Linked DNA regions of Mus musculus: region 2 is linked to region 1. A link is a contact called in public capture Hi-C data. All regions are on one chromosome and are shown on one strand. Each heading gives the region's core, a stretch centred on a gene start, on an enhancer-like site or on the middle of the called end of the contact. The rest is flanking DNA. Distances are from core to core; before and after follow the strand shown.

Region 1 (5,670 bases), core at 2,207-4,706:
CAAAAACGAGGCATAGTGGCACCCCTGTAAAGCCAGCACTTGGGAGGTGGAGACAAGAGAACCGAAAGTTCAAGGTTACCCTCAGTCACATAATGAGTCTGAGGCGAGACCAGGATACATGGGACCATGTTTGTTAGAAAATAAACTCGAAGTGTGTATAGAGAGTTGATTTTAATGAAAGAGAAAGGGAGACTGGTTATTAATAGCAGATAATTATACAAAAGTAGGTCATAAATGATAGTGGAGTCATAGCAGGTGTGATGAGGAATACGTCAACCCAGGGTTGACATGAGGGTAACATGGACTGTTGTGGCAAGAGTCAGAGAATGACCGCAGGTAGCCAGACCCACCATGGAATGCAGTTACTGGGAAAGCCAGTGCCAGGCTAAAAGAATGCAATTTGAATGTCACTACTTTGTTTTGTGTAAGAAGCTCACCAGGATAAGTTATAATGAGAGACCCTTGTGGAATCAGAACGAGAGAAACTGTTTGCATGGATTTGGGCTTTTGTTGTTGTTGTTGTTGTTGTTGTTGTTGTTGTTGTTGTTGTTGTGCTGTGATACTAGGGATCTAGCACAGGACCTCAGACATGCTAAGCAAGTGCTTTACAACTGGGCTATACCCTCAGCCCTGTTTTTCTTTTTATTTTACCTTGGGGGTCTTAAGTTGTCAAAGCTAACCTTGAACTTGTGATTTCTGATCTCGGCATTCCCCCATAGCTGGGATTACAGCCTGCATCACCAGGCCCAGCTAGATATTTGTTTTTGCTTGTTATTGTGTATTAGGGTCTAAATCTGACCTTCACTCAGTGTCCAAGGAGAGGGGAAGCCATGATTTGAATAAAGAAGATGAATGCACTTTTCTGAAACCTTCAGTGGGACGCCGGATGCTGGGAGGTTGGGGTGCCTTCCATAGCAATCCTGCTGGCCAGTAGATCTCCTCTTCTGTGGGAGAAGCTTCAGAGTGGCTTCAAGAGGTAAAACTGACATGAGCTCTGCCCATGTGACTTTAGGCAAGGGACCCAATAAACCTCTCTGGATCTGTTTTCCCTCATCTGTCAAGTAGTAACAACATCTCTGTGGAGGACTGAACTGTGTCTTCATTCCCACAGATTGTTGAAGCCCTAACTCTCCCTTCCGTGAGATGGTGTTTGGAAGCAGGACCTCCAAAAGATGATTACAGTTAAATCAGGTGGTGTGGATTAGTGTAGACAGTTGTCCTTGTCTTAGGAGTTACTGTGTAGGAAGAGACTGAGAAAGCTAGATCTCCCATCTGAGGATGCTGGAAGAAAACAGTTACGTATGCTAGCAAAAGGGCCCACACCAGAAAGCACACACACTGTGCCTTCGTCCTGGACTTTCACCCTCCCAAGCTGTGAGAAAAGCCGTTCCTGCTGTTTGAACCATCCAGCCACATCCTGTATCTCTGCAGGTCAGCACACCAAAACCTTTTTTTTTTTTAAAGGCCACTTTTGTCCCCCAAATGAAATGTAGTTTTTTTTTTCTAGCCACATTCTGACTTTACAACTAGACCCATCTGTATGTCTCTGTAGGTGCAGAATCCTAATAATATTATGTGGAGTCACCAGCATGTGCAGTTGGTGAGTGTGCAGGGACAGTCACCTCAGCTTCTAGGTCACCATTCTCTCCTTACAGGCTTCCCCAGCCACTCTTTATTATTATTATAAAATATTTATTCATTCAGAGAGAGAGAGAGAGAGGAGACAATTCCCAGGAGTCATTTCTTCTTCCACCATGCGGGTTCTGGGGATGGAATTCAGGTCCTCAGAACCTCCCTCTGGCCCCTTCCCTTGCCATTCTTCATAAAGCATACATTCTTAAATTGTTCTATCTATGGCCTTGATTTGTTTAGGTTTTTTTTTTCACCAATGATGAGTATGTGTGTACACATGTATGTGTATCTGTGTGCACACTCATGTAAGTGTGTGTGTGTATGTTTATGGCATGTGTATGTTTATAGGACTGGAGACTGAGACTAGAGCCTGTGCAAGCAAGTCAAGTGCTGTACCACTGAGCTATGCCTCCAACCTTTTCATTCTCTTCATGGCATCACATATTATGTGCTTGCCTAGCCTATGTGAAGCCTTGAATTCAATCTCAACACCAAAAGGGAAACAAACAAACAAACACACTATGTACTTTGGCCTTAGGCTGCAAACTTCGTGGCACTGCATGTGATCTGAGCAAACTATTTTGGCAAGTTTCTCAGTTTCCTCTTCTGAGACTAGGAAGGCTTGTACAAAGTGCTTAGTACAGGGGTTAGGGAAGATGCTTCCATGGGGAGGAGTGCTGAGTAGCTGAGTTCCTTTCCCGACACACAAGATCAGATGCCCATAACTGCCTGAAACTCCAGCTTCAGGGTGACCAACACCCATTTCTGGTCTCTCGGGGCACCCTGGCATGCATTTACACAGACAGTATGTTACTTTGCTCCCTACTGCTGTGATGAATCATGATCAAAAGCAGCCTGGAGTGGAAAGAGTTATTTCGCCTACACATCCTCCATCACTGAGGAGAGCCAGGCTAGGAAGTAAAGGCACTGAAGCAGAGGCCCTGGAGGAATGCTTCTTACTGGCTGGCTCCTCATAGCTTGCTAATATACCCCAGGATCACCTGCCCAGGGGATGACACCACCCACAGTGGGCCTTCCCCCGCAGGAATCACTAATTAATCACTAATTAAGAAAATGCCTTTAAGCCGGGCGTGGTGGCGCTCGCCTTTAATCCCAGCACTCGGGAGGCAGAGGCAGGCGGATTTCTGAGTTCGAGGCCAGCCTGGTCTACAAACTGAGCTCCAGGACAGCCAGGGCTATACAGAGAAACCCTGTCTCGAAAAACCAAAAAAAAAAAAAAAAAAAAAAGAAAATGCCTTCATAGACTTACCTACAGGAAACATTTACTCATTTGAGGCGCCCTCCTCCTATGTGACTCTAGTTTGTGTCAAGTTGACACCCACACACAAATCTGACCAGCATAGACACACATAAAAATAAAATCTTTCTTAAAACACACGACGTAGTATGATGTATCTACCTTTTCTTCCAGCTGAGATGCTCGGAGCAGGGATGGAAGGATGGCTTGTTTCCTTGTAGCATAAGAACACCTGCTTTCTCTCTGAGCTTTAAACTATGATAGCATGAAACCTGGGGTGAAGATGAAGAAAAGCTACAGAGAAACTGGCTGAAAGGCAGGCATAAAGGCTTTGGGAAGCAATACGGATCTCATAAACGCAAGGCGGTATCGTGGTGGGGCGGGGAGCGGGGACAGTAATCTGAAAAAGGATCGAGGGAGGGAACATCACGTTCACATTCACTACAATGTACTCCCTTAGTAAAACAACTGCGATTCATCCCGAGCCCACGTTCTACCCCTCCCTGCCCATGTGGGCAGAAACTCCTTAGCAATTTCCCAGCCCGGAAGGGATGATTCTGCTGCCGGGCTCCAAGAGAACAGCTTTGCCCTGAAAGAACCTCTGCCAAGCTCAGAGTTTGTAGTCCTCGTGGGAGTTAAAGAAACAGAGGCGGCTGGTGCTTGTGTTTGGGAGGAGAAAGGAAAGTGAGGGATTGAAGAGGAGCTGCCGCCATGCTCCCATTTGGGTAAAATGAGATGTTCTCTTGCAGTGTCTTCCTCCTCCCTGTCCCAACGCCTTTGTGCTGGATGCTGGTCAACCTAAAAATACGGCACTACACACCCAGTAGTCAGCAACATTAGCTTTTCAAAGCTGTATTAGAAAAGGGGAACAAAGCCCTTTGAGAGACGGGTCTCTGGTCTATTTTTAGATTCTTTTGGCTAGTGGTACAGATAGTATTTTGCTCACAGAAGCCCACACAAACAACCAAGCCTGAAGTCACATGACTTCTATGGGTAAGTGTCAAATGCCAAGGGTTACCTTGGGAAAGCAAAGACGGGAAAAGCAACTGATGCCCATTAGTGTGAAGTTCAGGGCAGGGTGGGGAGGAATTCTGGGCACACTTGCGGCACAGCCTCCAACACAGCATTAGAAGTTGTTCCCATGAAGTGAGTCAGATGGCCGGAGAGGGTTGGTTTACTTAGGAAGATGTGTGCCCAGATCCCTGTGAAGAGAGCTCACCAGCTCACAGAAAGCAAATAGGGCGGGCCTTTTCATTTGTTCTCTACAGGATAATTGGTGGCTACTGATTTTAAAACTTTCTTGCAGTGATTAGATATATTTGAAACATTTTATTTTTAAAAATATTTTTATTAAAATATTTTAATAAACATATTTTCTTTAAGATAATTTAATAAATATATTTATTTAAAATGTTTTTAATAAAAATCAAAGTGAAAGTGGTTTTATTATTGTGTAACGCTTAGAGAATTTAATAGGCAAGACTTCACAAAAGAGAAAGAAAACTGAGCCTACAAAGTCCCTGCAGGCCAGGTGTCTTAGTCAGCGTTTTATTGCTGTGACAAAACGCCATAACCAAAAAGGAAGTTAGAGAAGAAAGGGTTTATTTGGCTTATACTTCCAGATCATTGGAGGAAGTCATGACAGGAACTCAAGAAGAGCAGGATCCTGGAGGCAGGAGCTGATGCAGAGGCCATGGAAGGGCTCGGTCACTGGCTTGCTCCCCATGGCTTGCTCAGCCTGCTTTCTTATGGAACCCAGGATCACCAGCTCGGGGATGGCACCACCCACAATGGGCTGGGCCCTCCCCCTACATCAATCAGTAGTTAAGAAAATACTCTACAGCTGGATCTTTCTCACGGAGGCATTTTCTTAACTGAGGCTTCTTCCTCTCCGGTGATTCTAATATGTTAAGTTGACACACAAAAGCAGCCAGTACACCAGGTATGGTGTCTAAAGCCTGTGATCCCAACACACGTTAGTTTGAGGCCAGCCTGAGCTACAAAGTGAGCTATTGCATCAAAACAAACAAACAAACAAGAGTGAGTGGCAGCCGAGGCCCTCAGAGCCATGACAAGATGCTGCTGTCCTCATCTGGGATTCCAAAACCTGCTAATATCAACCCGTGGGAAATGAAAGTGAGCCCAGTGAAGGTGTGTGTGGAAATGCCTTAGACAGTCTGAGAGGGGTGGTGGTTTACGGTCATGCAGAAAGATCTTGCCTAGAGGAGGAGGGATGCTGACCTCCTTCTCCCTCTCCCCCTCCATCCTGCCACAAATCAGTGTAGTTCAAGGAGAGAAGAATCAGGCTGGTGGGGATCTGTAGCCTCCCTCAGCCTTGAAGCAGGCTGATCCAGACTTTGACCTTGCTGCCACTAAGAAGGAGATAACTAGGGTAGAGCCTTCTGACCTTGATGGCTCTATTTGCTCTTCTCCAAGACTCTGCTTCCTGCTGAAAAGTCCCTGAGACGTTCCGGCAACACACCCTGTAGATCGCCTACGGGCTGCCTCCAGGCACCAAGAATGGGCTGGCAGGGGATGGGCCTACCCTCTTTATAAGCATGGACTCTCAGTAAACTTCAGAGGCTTTGAACAGAAAGGTTTGTCTTGGCCTGGTTCTTTTCTCACGGTCTGATCTCTTTCAGCCCCAGCCCGCCTTTCAGGGGAACCCAGTACACGTGGCTGCAGGCGGCTACAGGGATTCATCCCATAATCAGCCACCAAACCCAGACACTATTGCATATGCCAGCAAGATTTTGCTGAAAGGACCCTGATATAGCTGT
Region 2 (5,670 bases), core at 1,692-4,191, 800 kb before region 1:
TCCACATTAATTTCATGTCTGCACACAAAGGGTGTCAGATCTTAGAGCATTTTGGATTTTCGATTTTTGAATTAGGGAACTCAACCTGTCAGATGTTCCTGTTTCAGGGATGCATCTGGGATGTGCGCACACGCACACACCCTACCATATTCTGGTAAATGATGCCCTGCTGACTGATGGGATAAATCTTGGAAACCCTTTCCCACTTTGTCTTGCAGAGGCCGTTTCTCTATTGTAAAGAAATGCATTCACAAAGCTACCCGCAAAGATGTTGCTGTGAAATTTGTGAGCAAAAAAATGAAGAAGAAGGAGCAGGCTGCTCACGAGGCCGCCCTGCTCCAGCACCTGCAGCACCCTCAGTATGTCACGCTCCATGACACCTACGAGTCCCCCACATCCTACATCCTGATTTTGGAACTGTGAGTACAGAGGTAGCATCTCTAGTGTGGTCCTCACCTGCTTGGGTTCCCCATTGCCCACAATTAACAGACAAGAGTCTCATTTTGTTCTGTGCTGTATGGGTTTATAAAGTGTGCCGTGGACCGTGTTTTCTTTCACCTCCAGCTTTATATTAATGTAGCTCTCATTCTGAAGACTAGAGAAATCAAGAGTGGAGAAGGTTTTTTTTTTTAAAGATTTATTTATTTATTATATGTAAGTACATTGTAGCTCTCTTCAGACACTCCAGAAGAGGGAGTCAGATCTTGTTACAGATGGTTGTGAGCCACCATGTGGTTGCTGGGATTTGAACTCCGGACCTTCAGAAGAGCAGTCGGGTGCTCTTACCCACTGAGCCATCTCACCAGCCCATGGAGAAGGTTTTTAAAGCGAGCTCTGTGAAAGTATGGGTGAAGAATCCCTCCTTTTATTGGATCCATACAGTGGATCTTGAAACCATGTCTTCTCATCCACTTTTCCTAGCTTTTCTAAGCTTTATTTCATGTTTTATATTTATGGTTACAGTGTTTCATTGCATGGATAAACTGTGTAATCATCAAACCTGGATATTTGCGTAGGTTGTTTCTTTGTAAGGAAAACATTTTTTTTTAAATTCCTCTTCTCAAGCTATTTGAAATATATTAACAGTTCATATTGTTAACTCTGGTCTCTGATGTGTTAGAATATCTGAACACAGCATACCAGGCCAAAGCAGTTCCATGTGTAAGAAGTTTATTGGGAGAGAGAGGGGCAAGGAAGGTGGTGGTGAAAAGAGAAGAGGGAAGAGAGAAAGACAGGGGGGGTTGTTCCTCTTATATATATGGATGGTAACGTGGTCACAGGTAAAGGTGGGAGGTGAGCCCAATGGATTCTGGGAATATGGTGGCCATTGTCTTGGCAACAGGTGTGTAGATTGCACTGTTGCCTATGTGATGTCACAGGTTTCAGAGGTCCTGATACCAACAGTCACCATATTATAAACTAGATCACCAGAACGTATTTCTCTTCCCTAGCTATAATCTGTATTTCTTACACTTATTTTCATTTTCTTCCTATTATGTACTCTCAGGCTTGACTCATTTAAGAAGACTTTCCTGGTGGTTGACTGATTGACAAGAGTGGAGTTGGAATGAGAGAAGTTTATCTATCAATCTATAGCCATAGCACCCCCAAACTACTACCTAGAATTTTCTATCCAAGACATCTCTGGAATGTCAGATTATCTAGATATCAAACATAGAAAGATACAGCTTTTTTCATTAATTAATTTGCTTATTTACTTTACATCCCAATCAAAACTCCTTCTCCCTCCTCTCCTCCCAGTCCTTCCCACTCACCTTACCTCTTCACATCCCTCATCCCACCCTCCGCAAAGGACCAGTCTCAGTTTGGAAGAGGAGTTCTGAGAGAAGGGGTGTCTGGGAGCTGTGAAAACAAACAACTTAAAGTGTGTTGTGTGTAGCTTTTTGCTATCCTGCCTAAGCTCTGGGAACAGGCTGTGCTACCAATCCCCTCCCAGCTTTCTTTGAATCAAAGGATAGAAGATACACACACACACACACACACACACACAGAGTTGTTCATTTTCAGCTTGCCTTCTTGGCACAATTGCTGGGTGCTACTATTTCTTACCTGGAAAAACATGCCCTTAGCTCAAAACTTCCCACTACCCTATCTTTAGTTGGTCAGTTGCATCTAGTCCCTGATAAACATCTCTAACCATCCACCTATAGGAGTGGCAACAGCCCATGACTCCTCCTCAGACCTCACATCATGGTTGCCTGGTTCTTCTCTCTCCAAAGCATGGCGAACTCCCTCTCTCCTTCCTTGCATCATCCTGCTTGCCTCCCAGAACCTAGAAGTCCCACATGTATCTTCTGACCAGCAATTGTCTCATGGCATTCTTTATTGACAGATCAAGAACCAGTTGGTGAACAGGACCTTAGCATCAGAACCTCCCCTACAGAAGTCAAATTGTGGGTCCAAGCTGGCCACCTAGGTTCTGTTGAAATGGCTTTTCAGATTGCTGTGTGTGTGTGTGTGTGTGTGTGTGTATGTGTGTGTGTGCGTGTGTGTATGTGTGTGCGTGTGTGTGCGTGTGTGTGTGCGTGTGTGTGTGTGTGTGTGTGTGTGTTTGCGTGTGTGTGTGTGTGTGTGTGTGTGTGTGTGTGTGTTTTCAGCATTGTCTTCCTTTTTTAAAAAATTTTTCTGGTTGAGACAGCTCTCTCTGCTAGTAGAAATTCTACAAGAAACCGAGATAGTTCATAAATTTTCTAACCAAAGTCAGAAAAGCTGCTATAAAAAAAATTATTGGATCTTTCATCCAAGTCAGAAATCCTGTTAGAAAAAAAATTGTTGAAGAGCTGTTTTTGCTCTCCAGAGATTTCGGACAGCTCAGCCCTTGAGAGAGAAAATTCTAAAGCACTTCTGTCACACTCTGCCTACCTCATCTCATACAGACCAAGAGGACCAAAGGCCTGTCTTTTTGTTTACAGATCAATTCAGGCATTTACTTTAGGTTTCCTTTTGATTATCCTATGAGTCAGCATTCCAGTGACCCCAGACCTTTGTTTCCTAGGAGACAGCAAGCATACATTTTCCTTAACATTGCAAAAGAATTCAGAGACCTGCCTGCCTTTGTTAAGCACAGATGAGAAAGTAGTTGGGTGGGACCCCTCCCTGAAATGACCAATTCTACCACACTAGGGCCTGGACTTTCCGTGTCCCAGAATGACCTTGGACTCAGGAATCTGCCTGCCTTTGACTCTTTCTGACAAACTGGCTCATTAATGCAGCTGCCCACGCTCCCTTAGATTGTGAACCCCTTATAATTCATATTGCATAGTTACATTTTTACATAGTTGAGAAATTATATATATTTGATTTCATGTACTTAGAGCTCTTTCCCATAGCCTTAAGGCCTGTCCTGAAGGTCCCAGTGTTTACCATTTTGCTGAGACTTAGCCACACCCTCAATTTCTGGATGTGCTGTTTTTAATTATCATGAAGTCATTAATATTATCAGGGAGGATATTCCTTGGAAGGAAAGAGTCTTCAACTGCTAGTACATTATTACACAAACAAGCCTTACACCCACAGCAGCCATTGACACTCATGGAGGCTCACACCAGGATCCTGTCCAAGGCTCAGGAACCATGTCACTCTGTCCTCACCAAGACCACACTGGGTTGGCATCCCCTCCCTTTCTCCTCACAATCTGCCCTGACATATAAGTTTGCTGTAGGACCAGGCACAGAAAGAAAGGTACAGCTCTTATCCTTAGGGGCCACAAGTCCAACAGTTAGAACCAAGAGATAAATAATGCTTTAAATATGGCGTGGAAATACTAGAGACCATGTATTACTCAGGGCTGTGAGAACATAGAACTGTTCTTTGTTGGATGTGATCTTCAGGGAAGACGTGTGGGAAGCAAGGCCTGACTAGAATCACGTGCTCAATCTTGCTCTGCCTGTAGTGGTCAATAGGGATAACTGGTGCAACCCTCCTGGACCAGAAAATCAAGATTCCCATTCCCTAGTCTCAGATGGATGCAGGCTAGAGAACAGCTCTAAGGAAGGTGGGGTGGCTGATCTTTTCTGGCTTGGAGCAGTGTTGCTGTAACTGTCCCCCTCATTTGTTCCAAGTATCTCTGAGAGTTCCTTGTGATGAGCACAGTACCACTCCTCTCTGATCTTTCCTCTCTTGCCTCATACTAGAAGACCAGAGGGAGGTAGGGAGCCTTCCAGGGGCTCCATCCTTTTCCACTTATCAATAAAATAGAAGGATCCCGTAGCAAGGAACAAATTAGGGGAGAAAATGAAGTCAGCTATGCAGGTTTCAGCTATGGTTGGAAGTTATTCCTGTACTGGATCACACTCCTTGACATGGGCATTTCCTGAGACGTATCTCAAATGACCCACTTCACATTAAAGGTTTGATCACTTGTTACAAAAGGGCATAGGAAGCCTAGAAATAGCTACTGTTTATTCAGCACCGTGTGTTACTTCTTTCTTTCTGTGATGAGACACCATGGTCAAGGCCACATATAGAAGAGAGTTTATTAAGGGCTTAAAGTTTCAAAGGGTGAGTCCATGACCATCATGGTGAGGAGCATGGCAGCAGGCAGCTCTTGGTTCTAGAGCTGTAGTTGAGAGCTTACATCTTGACCCACACAGCACAAGGCAGGAAAGTGACTGAGAATGGTATGGGCTTTTGAAACCTTCAAAGCCTGCTCTAGTGCCACACCTTCTCCAGCAAGGCCACACCTCCTAATTCTTCCCAAACAGTTCCAGCAGCTGGGGACAAGTATTCAAACATATTTGACCATGCCTCAAATCTTCATTGCCTCACCTGGCTCTCACAAGCCTGCCAAAGAAGTAGGTCTTATTTTGTCATTGATGTTGCTGTTGGCAGCCAGTTGCTATGCCCACCTTAAAAGGCGGTGCCTTTCAGGAAAGCCAAATCACAGAGGGTTTAAGTGATGACCTACAGCCACCAGCTGGTAAGAGGCAGAACCAGAACAGAAATCTGCTTATGGTTGGCTCCACTTAGCCCATTTTCAATCTGTCTTTAAAAGTTGGCAAGCTGTTAGAAAGGCAAAAGAGTTAAGAAGTGATCAGATATGCTGAGAGCAAACCTTTCCTCTTTCACATTTCTCCCATCTAAAAATGTTAAAAAGTGGAAATACTTTTAATGTATATGAGGCTCACTATAGGCACCAGACTTTTCTTTTCCTTTTCTTTTCTCTTCAACCTAACCTCTTAAAGCCAGGTTAGACCTTAGAGTCAACAAAACGGTGTTGTGTAAGGCTGTAAGGATTTCTCCTGCCGTGTAACTCATTTGTAACTTGATTCATTCTAGTTCTGAATGTGGCACTTACTTTGGGCTCTAAAATACATGTGTGTTGCAATACCAAGCTTTATTAATAAGAGACCTCCTAGAACTTTTTAAGCTATGTGCATGGGTCATTTCTCTATTTCTCCCCCCACCCCTCTTTGCTGTCAGGATGGATGACGGCCGACTCTTGGACTACCTTATGAATCATGATGAGCTGATGGAAGAAAAGGTAGCTTTCTACATTCGAGACATCATGGAAGCTCTGCAGTACCTGCACAACTGTAGGGTCGCACATTTGGACATAAAGGTAATAAAAAGTCAGTGCCTGTTACAGTGAAATAGACGGGTTCAGCTTCCCAGACATTTCCTTGAGGAATACAAAATACAAAATTGAAT

The links. Capture Hi-C pulls out chosen DNA fragments and counts their contacts.
Region 2: a capture Hi-C map of embryonic stem cells shows a contact between it and region 1, with 2.1 times the contacts expected there. The contact joins two enhancer-like sites. A contact is called at or near these places in 3 of 39 promoter capture datasets (the 3T3-L1 cell line, hippocampal neurons and pre-B cells), 4 of 115 datasets of contacts at active chromatin or transcription factors (embryonic forebrain, embryonic midbrain, large pre-B cells and 1 more) and 2 of 9 other capture datasets (adipose tissue and embryonic stem cells).

The regions. Positions count from the first base shown.
Region 1 is chr16:33,176,682-33,182,351 of GRCm38.p6, reverse strand. It overlaps a transcript of Osbpl11 not described here. Among named protein-coding and RNA genes, the nearest start is that of Osbpl11, 5.6 kb to the left of the region's middle. Within about 2 kb of position 3,456, at least 157 of the 459 cell types and tissues checked have an H3K27ac peak or open chromatin away from gene starts, as enhancers often do. A contact at or near this core is called in embryonic stem cells, where this site is marked.
Region 2 is chr16:33,977,437-33,983,106 of GRCm38.p6, reverse strand. Kalrn (kalirin, RhoGEF kinase) reads left to right here. Exons shown (of 60, transcript NM_177357.3): 58 at 219-419; 59 at 5,443-5,581. Among named protein-coding and RNA genes, the nearest start is that of Umps, 13 kb to the right of the region's middle. Within about 2 kb of position 2,941, at least 28 of the 459 cell types and tissues checked have an H3K27ac peak or open chromatin away from gene starts, as enhancers often do. A contact at or near this core is called in embryonic stem cells, where this site is marked.